Regions from separate parts of the Mus musculus genome. Here region 1 is linked to region 2. Evidence: chromatin contacts called from public Micro-C data. All regions are on one chromosome and are shown on one strand. Each heading gives the region's core, a stretch centred on a gene start, on an enhancer-like site or on the middle of the called end of the contact. The rest is flanking DNA. Distances are from core to core; before and after follow the strand shown.

The links. Hi-C and Micro-C count contacts between places; a contact is called where the count stands out from the background.
Region 1: a contact with region 2 is called in a Micro-C map of muscle stem cells, with 2.7 times the contacts expected there. The contact joins two enhancer-like sites. A contact is called at or near these places in 9 of 39 promoter capture datasets (the 3T3-L1 cell line, the C10 cell line, HPC-7-derived erythroid cells and 4 more), 5 of 15 datasets of contacts at CTCF or cohesin (CD8 T cells, the NIH/3T3 cell line, large pre-B cells and 1 more), 169 of 484 Hi-C or Micro-C datasets (the 3T3-L1 cell line, 3T3-L1-derived adipocytes, the 63-12 cell line and 106 more), 44 of 115 datasets of contacts at active chromatin or transcription factors (the 230-238 cell line, CD4 T cells, CD4 single positive thymocytes and 35 more) and 5 of 9 other capture datasets (adipose tissue, embryonic stem cells, embryonic tail and 2 more).

The regions. Positions count from the first base shown.
Region 1 is chr2:35,896,924-35,900,629 of GRCm38.p6, reverse strand. The region is part of intron 4 of Ttll11 (tubulin tyrosine ligase-like family, member 11); the gene reads left to right. The region is part of intron 2 of Gm35396 (predicted gene, 35396); the gene reads right to left. Among named protein-coding and RNA genes, the nearest start is that of Gm35396, 15 kb to the right of the region's middle. Within about 2 kb of position 1,724, at least 93 of the 459 cell types and tissues checked have an H3K27ac peak or open chromatin away from gene starts, as enhancers often do. A contact at or near this core is called in the 230-238 cell line, B-cell progenitors, the CH12 cell line and 4 more, where this site is marked.
Region 2 is chr2:35,661,552-35,665,441 of GRCm38.p6, reverse strand. Dab2ip (disabled 2 interacting protein) reads right to left here. Exons shown (of 16, transcript NM_001114124.2): 3 at 3,817-3,890. Among named protein-coding and RNA genes, the nearest start is that of Dab2ip, 42 kb to the right of the region's middle. Within about 2 kb of position 2,076, at least 116 of the 459 cell types and tissues checked have an H3K27ac peak or open chromatin away from gene starts, as enhancers often do. A contact at or near this core is called in the 230-238 cell line, B-cell progenitors, the CH12 cell line and 4 more, where this site is marked.

The DNA.
Region 1 (3,706 bases), core at 475-2,974, 240 kb before region 2:
AGGACACTGCCTTATCTGACTCGCTTCCGAGCTTCATATCAGCCCCAGTGTGACTCCCACCTTCTGAAGCGCCTGCTCCTTCACAGGCAATGGCCCAAAGGTCTGGCCCATTGCTGGGGCTAGTGGCATGGGTTGGCTTGCACTGGTGCACACCACATAAGTACACACAGTTTATCACTTTTTCTGTCAAAGGAGATCTGGGTGTTTCCTGACTCAGCTAGAAGGGTTGAAGGCAGTAAGGGATGAGAGTGAAGAGAGGGGTCAGAGCAATGTCTCTCTCATAGATAGACACCTACTGACCAGCCCACAAACACACTGGGTTGCTCCAGATCCAGAGACTCAGGGATTTTGCCCCCATCAGCAGGATCATCAGGTGAAAGCCTCTGGCCAGGGATTGAGACAGTGTGAGAAGTAGTAATTGTCCCATCGAGTCCCATCCATGGTCCTATGCCAATCCTGCTCTCTGAGCCTGCAGCTCTTAAGCAGGTATTTGCAATAGCCGTGAGGAGATGGTTAGAAAGGGCTACTGAGGAGGACTTCAGGACAGTGCTAGAACAAAGAAGTCCCAACCCAGGCCACCACAAAGTGAGGGTCACACCCTGGGTTCATCCCTGAGGACAAGTGTGGCCATGCCTGTTTGGCTATTCTAAGAGCATCCCATGGGGCCAGGCAAGCATGACCAAACCACAGAGGCCCAGCAAGGAGGACCGGGTGGTCATTATGTGTGTGTCCTGCAGTAGACAGGCAACAACAGCCACCAAGGTTGGGGTAGGGCCAGCTGTAGGGGCTGAAAGTCCAGATCAGGAGCCACTGCTTTGGTTAGGGTCACAGCTAGCAAATGGGCTCAGAACCTCATGGCCATTTGCCACTATTTGACCACACGCTAAACGCTTCCAGGGTGATGAGACAGGCTAGGAATGAAGCCCTTTCTGGTATAGTAAGTACTGGAGACTTTCTCACCACCTAGTGTGTCTTAGGTTCCCTCTGCACACTCACACCTGTGTGTGTGTGTGTGTGTGTGTGTGTGTGTGTGCGCGCGCGCGCGCGCGTGCGTGCATGTGTGTGTGTGCGCGTGCATGTGTGTGTGCACACGTGCACGTGTGCACACTGGGAAGTGATGTAGGTGAAGAGGCTTTAAGAAGGTGTCAAGTGGTATCTGTTGCTCTGAGTGCCTTGGATACGCAGTAAGGGAGAGGATTTGGAACCTACTCAGAGCCAAGTCCACTCCTGCTTGCTCTGTCTGAATCACCTTTCAGGATGCTGTTAGCTGGGCTCTAGACACACGGGCAGACCTTGAGGTTTCCATGGTATGGTTCTGATGTCCATTTGCCACGTGACCTGTCCTAAGTCACTTAACTCTTCAGGAACTTAGCTTCCTCCCCTGCCTTACAGGGTCAGCACCCAACTCCTGTGAGACATGGATGACACAGGAAACACTTTGCATACTGTTGAGACTCGGCACAAGTGCAGGAAGTTATTTCTTAGCTGGGCAGGTCTTTCTTGCTTGTAGCAAGACCTGGCCAGATGGCAGCGTTACAGAGCGTAAACCCTGGCCAACCAAATTACACTCATCTGGGGCATGTGACTGTGACCCTGTTCCAGCCATGACCACAGTAATGACTTGGAAAACATGGTGGCCAAGCAACAGCTGGCACGGCTCTGCTGTGGTCAGATTTCCTGTAATCTGCTGCTGAGGAACACAGCTGCCCTGTCATTTCAGCCTCTGCCTTGTCATTGCCCAGGCAGCCCCAGCCACAGAGCCTCACATCTGCTGTCTTGAGGGCAGCAGTGTGACCCTGGCTTAAATATCAAGGTCAGCCTGGGTGTAGACAGTCATGTGGCAGAAACACACACAGAGGGAACACACTTTGTGGCTTGAACTGTATAGTTTTCTTGTTCTCCGTGTCTAATTTTGTCTTTAGCCATGACCCTCCTGTTGGATGTCTAGAGATAGAGCTTTCCTAAGGCCTAGTATAATTCTCCTCTTCCTGTGTCCTCTACCCTCTCTCTTACCCCACAGCCTATACACATCACCAGGCAGAAGCTGAGAATCAGTGTATTGGGGTGGGGGATGGAGGGGCTGTCAAGGGCTGGGGTTTCCCTCTCAGATGGACTGGGTTGAGCTTCTTCCAGCTCCTGCTTACAGCAACTGTAGCTGGCGAGCTCGACAAGTCAACCTTTTCTAGTCTGGATTTTTTTAGCTATAAGTAGCAAGCTTGTTTGTAGCCATACCCCAGAGTTGTTGCACACTCCAGCAAGAGGGAGCTGTGTAAAACAGCCCCCAATACACAGCAGTCACTTAATAAGTGAGAATATGGGTGTTTATTACTCTGACAACAGTTATCACACCTACCCACCTACAGTAACCTTGAAGTTACTGTAAATCGGCAACTATCCTCATTTTGATGTTAACTAGGACATTGGTGATAAAAGTTTGGAATCAAGTTTGGAAACCAAGACCTTAGCCTGGTGTTTGTCGCATCCCAATCCAGCTGCCTAGCTCCCCTGTGCCTCAACCTTGGTTCTTCCACACCAGATCTGCTTCCTCTCCAGAGGTTGTCACCAGTGCCTCCCTGGTTGGACCATTGGTCCTCTGTCTCTGCCAGCCTGGCCTGCTCACTCCTATTCACTAGTTTCAATATTCAGTACCTTCCAAAGTACAGCTCAAGACTTTCTTTCTCTGTAAAGCATTCCTTGTCCACTCTGACTATGTTATTTTCTTCCTTTGCAATATATCACATTCCCTGGGTACCCACTGAGATGAGACCTGAGATAGGTGTGGGCCATGTAGCTAAGGACAAGGCGAGGCCAGGGCCTCTAAGGGGTGCTCCGGTTAGTGTGAAAGACTCACAGAGATAATCCCTGCTCTGTATACATCATGCTGTCCAAGTGCTCACATGAGATGAGGGGAGAGAGTTAACTGTCCAACTGAAGGCTCCCAGAGGGGATGCCCAAGTGAGTTCAAGGCATGATTGAGGGTTTTCCCAGCAAACACCGAAGGGTCTCACATTCTCCTGTTTCCCTGCTACCTTACTGGTTGTTCTTCCCTGGCCTCTTCCTCTGGACCTGTCATTAATGGAAATATATTGGAGGTCCCTGGATATCAATTCTTGGAAACTTGTCTTTGTACATCTACCATCTCTTCCTAAATGATCTCATCCTGCCCTGTGGCTTTAGGGATCAGTTAAGTGCTGTTGAGCCCTAAATTTATATTGCTAATCTTGACCTCTGCTGGAGCTCCAGGCTGATATATACCATTGCTCCCTTGCTCTTCCCACTGGGATAGCTAGTGGGCACCAAACACCAGAGTCAAAAGCAAACCCGCGCCTTCCCTCCTAAAGCCTGCCACCCACAGCTCTTCCTGTTTCTGTAAGCAAGCAGCATTCACATAGACAGAAGCTGGAATCATCCTTTGCTCTTTCATCCCCTTCTTGCCACATGCAACTCACAAAGAACCCTGCAGTAGCCAACAAGAAGCTTCAGAAGCACAAGTCAGGTGACATTGCCTTGCCTTGCTCAAACCCGGCAAGGGCGCCTTCATTGCACTCACAACCCTGGCTGCTATGCGATTTATAAGATGCTGTCTAATCCATCCTCTCTGTTCTATCAGAGCTCAGCTCCTACCATGTTCCTTTTGGCCACCTACTTTGTTTCAGTACTCGTTTCTAGAATGCTCTTGCCAGCCCTTCAAACAGGACTCACTCTT
Region 2 (3,890 bases), core at 827-3,326:
CACACACATATGCCCATTATACCTAGTAGCTGTCTAAACTGCATCTCGCAGACCCTATTCTTCACTGACCAGTTCAAAAGGAATGCAGACAAGGACCTGACCTCCCATCCCTGTGCTTAGCAGGACAGGAATCAGCCCTGAGACTGCAAAGGCCCAGCATCAATCAGCACAGGCTCTGTCTTCCACCTGTTCTTCACCCTGCTTCCTGTTTCTTCCTCCACGGATGCCCTCACCCCTGGAAACAGAATTTATATCTGCCTACTCAGGGCCAGGGAGGTCCCTGTAACCACCCCCACTCCCAACTTCCAATTACCGCCCCTCCCTGGTTCTACACACCTGGAATCCCTCCCTGAGTAACTTTCAGATGTGGAAATTGAGTTCTGCAAATTCCCTGGAACGGACAGGGCAGCTCTAACTGCACACACACCAGCCTTGCCTAGCTGCTCCTGACCACCCACCCTTCCAAGCTATGTGCTGCACTAGGCCAACTGGCAAAAGTGAAGAGGGTTCTGCCATTTCTGGAGTACAGACAGAAAATGGGGGTGGGGTGGGGGCACACTTACTGAATTGAGTAGGGGGCCAGAGTCACCTAGAAATGGTGTCAGGAGAAAAGGGGGATAAGGATGTCAGCTGACCTCCTAGCTCAGAAGCATAAATAAATGAGCAAGCGACTTGATTCTGGGAAGGCAGAGCCATGGTATCTTTTATTGCTCTTACCAACATTAAAACCAACCTGTAAATGAAGCAGCAACACCTCCAGCAAGCAAGAGGAAGCGCTCTGCCAGCACCCTGCTCACCTGGAAAGCGCTCTGGCCAGCACTCATTTCTGCTACCAGGAGAAATGATTACCTGTCCTGTCGCTGGTGCTCACTGCCTAAGCCTCCAAAGGAGAAACGGGTGTCTGAGAGGCCCAGGGGTCATGGAGACCGGTTAGGACCCTCCCCTGGAGCCATTTTCAGTAGAACAAGTAGAAAGGCTCAAACCTGTCCTGTAGCCCTGAGCCCTCAAGTCCCTGATGGCATGACCCAAGCCTCACCACCAAACAGTAGCAGCCCACACCTAGGGCAGACTTCCTTCCCAGGATTCCCAGAGATTCCGGCATAGAACCACCTGGTTTCCAACCTGTAAACCAGGGAGGGTTTGATCTACACATCTGGGTGGAGGATTCCAGAACAAAAAACGACCTGTCCAACATAGCAGTCACAGAGTGCACAGACTAACATGCAACAACACCTCCTTAGCAGTCATACAAACCAGACAGATTCACCCAGTTACACTCACAGGAATAACCAGATAGTCCTAAATTGTTCATCCCATGGGAGGGTCACTGGGATCAGGGCTCATACATGCAACCTGGAAGCCTCTGACCCCTCTCCATCCTTGCCCTCCATCCACTCTCTGCTTGGTGTCTCTGTATTTATCCCAGGGGAGGCATGGCAGTCAGAGGGAGAGCCTGGAGAGGAGGCTCAACCTCTCCTTGCTCTGTTCCTTCTACTGCACTTGGGCAGCACAACACCCACAAGAATGAAGAGGCACTGTCCACTCACCCAGGTTTGATCATGAAATTAGAGGGTGGGGGTGGATCCACCACAGTTGATGTCACTCAACTCCCAAGAATGATGACTCCAGGACTGCCCCAGAGAAACATCTGCCCACTCACCCAACAGCAACCAGCAGATCAATTCCTGAACAAAGCAACAAAACAAGACCCCAGTCCTGGCAAAGCCCATTTCAGCTTCTAGACTGGGTAGAGGGATTCACACCCAGTCTGCCTGACTGTTCGAGGGAAATCTGAGCTCCCTTCTGGTGCCAGAGAGGCCACTAGGACAGATTGTTTACAGAAAAATTTAAAAAGACAATTCCACACCACTGCCAATGACATTCAGCTCTTCTTGCAGCCGTTCACATTTCCAGAAATGGATTTGTAGTTTCTCTGAAACCCGACTCCCCCTCCCCCTCCATGTAACACAGCTAACCTGAGACCAGGGGCCACGGGATGTTTCTGAGGTCACCCTAGCGAAGCCCCGACTCTGACTAGGGTTGCTAGCCAAGCAACTGCTGGCTTTTTGGTGCGGGCTTCCCAGCGGTGGAAGGTAAACACGACATGCATGCCGCTTGCTCTCAAGAGGGCAGACACACTCAGAGACCTGGGCTGCCTGCTTTCTCTCCTGCTCCCGGACAACCGCCACATGCACACAAAATGGGGTACGTACACAAGCCCCCGCATGCGAGAACAGAGGGTCCGGACCCCTGCCAGGGAAAGCGCAGAGAAGGGCATGTTCTTTGGGGGAGACAGCCGGAGGTGGGGGCCGGAGAGGAAGGCAGCAAACCGGGTGGCCTGCCGCCCAGACAGACAATAATAACAAAGATGGGAATGGAGATGGAGATTTTCAAAGACGCAGTGGCTGCACCCAGCACCGAGCTCTGGCCTGGATGCATCTTCCTGCCAGGGAACGCCTGGTCCCCTGGGGCACCATAGCCATCAGTGAAAGGTTGGGGGTGGGGGGTCCTGCCTTAGGCTGGGCTTGGCAGCCGGGGCGGGAAGCCAGGTGCAGACAGTGGTGGGGATGCACTGAAGAACAGCTCTAGGCTGATGGAAGGTCTAGTGGTTCTAATTGGGATGTGGGAGGGGTGCCCTGGGGTAGATGTTAGGTGTCAGTTAAACGTCACACCACCTTGGGCAGGAGTTAGGATAACTTGGACTCCTTGCTTGCTGGAACCAAGGAGGAAAGGAAAGACATTATCATTCAACCTGTGCCTCCCACACAAGAAGTGCCAACTCGCCAATGGTAAAACGGACACAGACCCGGGAAGGCAGATGCCAGGAGCCTAAGATGTTGGGGCTGAATGCTGAAAAGGCTCCTTGGAGCCTACTGGTTCCTTCACCTCCACGACACGTTCTAACTGGCACAGGAATCCATCACTGCTTGTGCCTAAGTGGAAAGGTGCCTGTGGCTGACACGACTCAAGGATGCGAACCAGGGCCCCCAGAGGCTGTGCCCGCCCAGTGCCCCCGCACGGACAGGATGGCTTGCCCTTGCGAGCTGAAGCCTGCACGTTGCCAGTGACTCCAAAGCAGGCTCAACAACCTCCTCCCCTCCCCTTCGCCCCACAAGCCACCTCCCCCTGGAATTTCCACACCTGCTCTCAGCTTGCCCAGAAGGAAGCAGGGAACAGAAGACACCCCTGGGAGCGGGAGGTAAAGAAGGGGAGCAGCTGCCCAGACTGTAGGGGGAAGGCCCATTTTCCCGGGTCTTAGGTTATACCCATTAACCGAGCGCCTGGCCACTGCCTGCTCGGCTCGCCCCAGCCCCCAGCGGAGCACGTGCCCTACTTAGCGCAGATGTGCCCCCTAAGCGGCCCAGCCCCCTGCTCCTCCCCTCCAGATGTTCACCCTTTTCCGCGCCACGAGCGCTGCCGGGTCTGGGCAAAAACCAGCCGAAAATGCCTTTTGTATCGGACAGCGAGGGACTCGGTAGGCCGGGGATGGGTCCTGAGGGTGGAGGCACCACTTCCGTCCCTACCTCTAGGCACAGCACTGCTCAGAAAACAATGCCCACCTCGGCCAGGCGAGGCAGGACCCCACATGCCCGAGAGGGCACTTGCTGCCCGGCCTCACCCCGGACCTCCAGCACCCTCCTAGGTGCGCCGGTGAAAGCAACGAAGGGTACAGTCCCGGTCCCCCAGCACGACGGGGGCCCCGTTCCCGGAGTTCCCGGAGGCTGGCGAGGCGTCACTCCCGCGGGAGAGTGCCCTGCCCGGCTCCGGCTTTGTCCCCGCGCCCTCGGGGCGCAGCCGGGGCGGCGACGGGCTCACCTCTCATTGTCCGCGGCGGCGGCGGCTGCGCTCCGGAACCCCGGCAGGATGTGGCGGAAGCTGTGGTTGCGGTC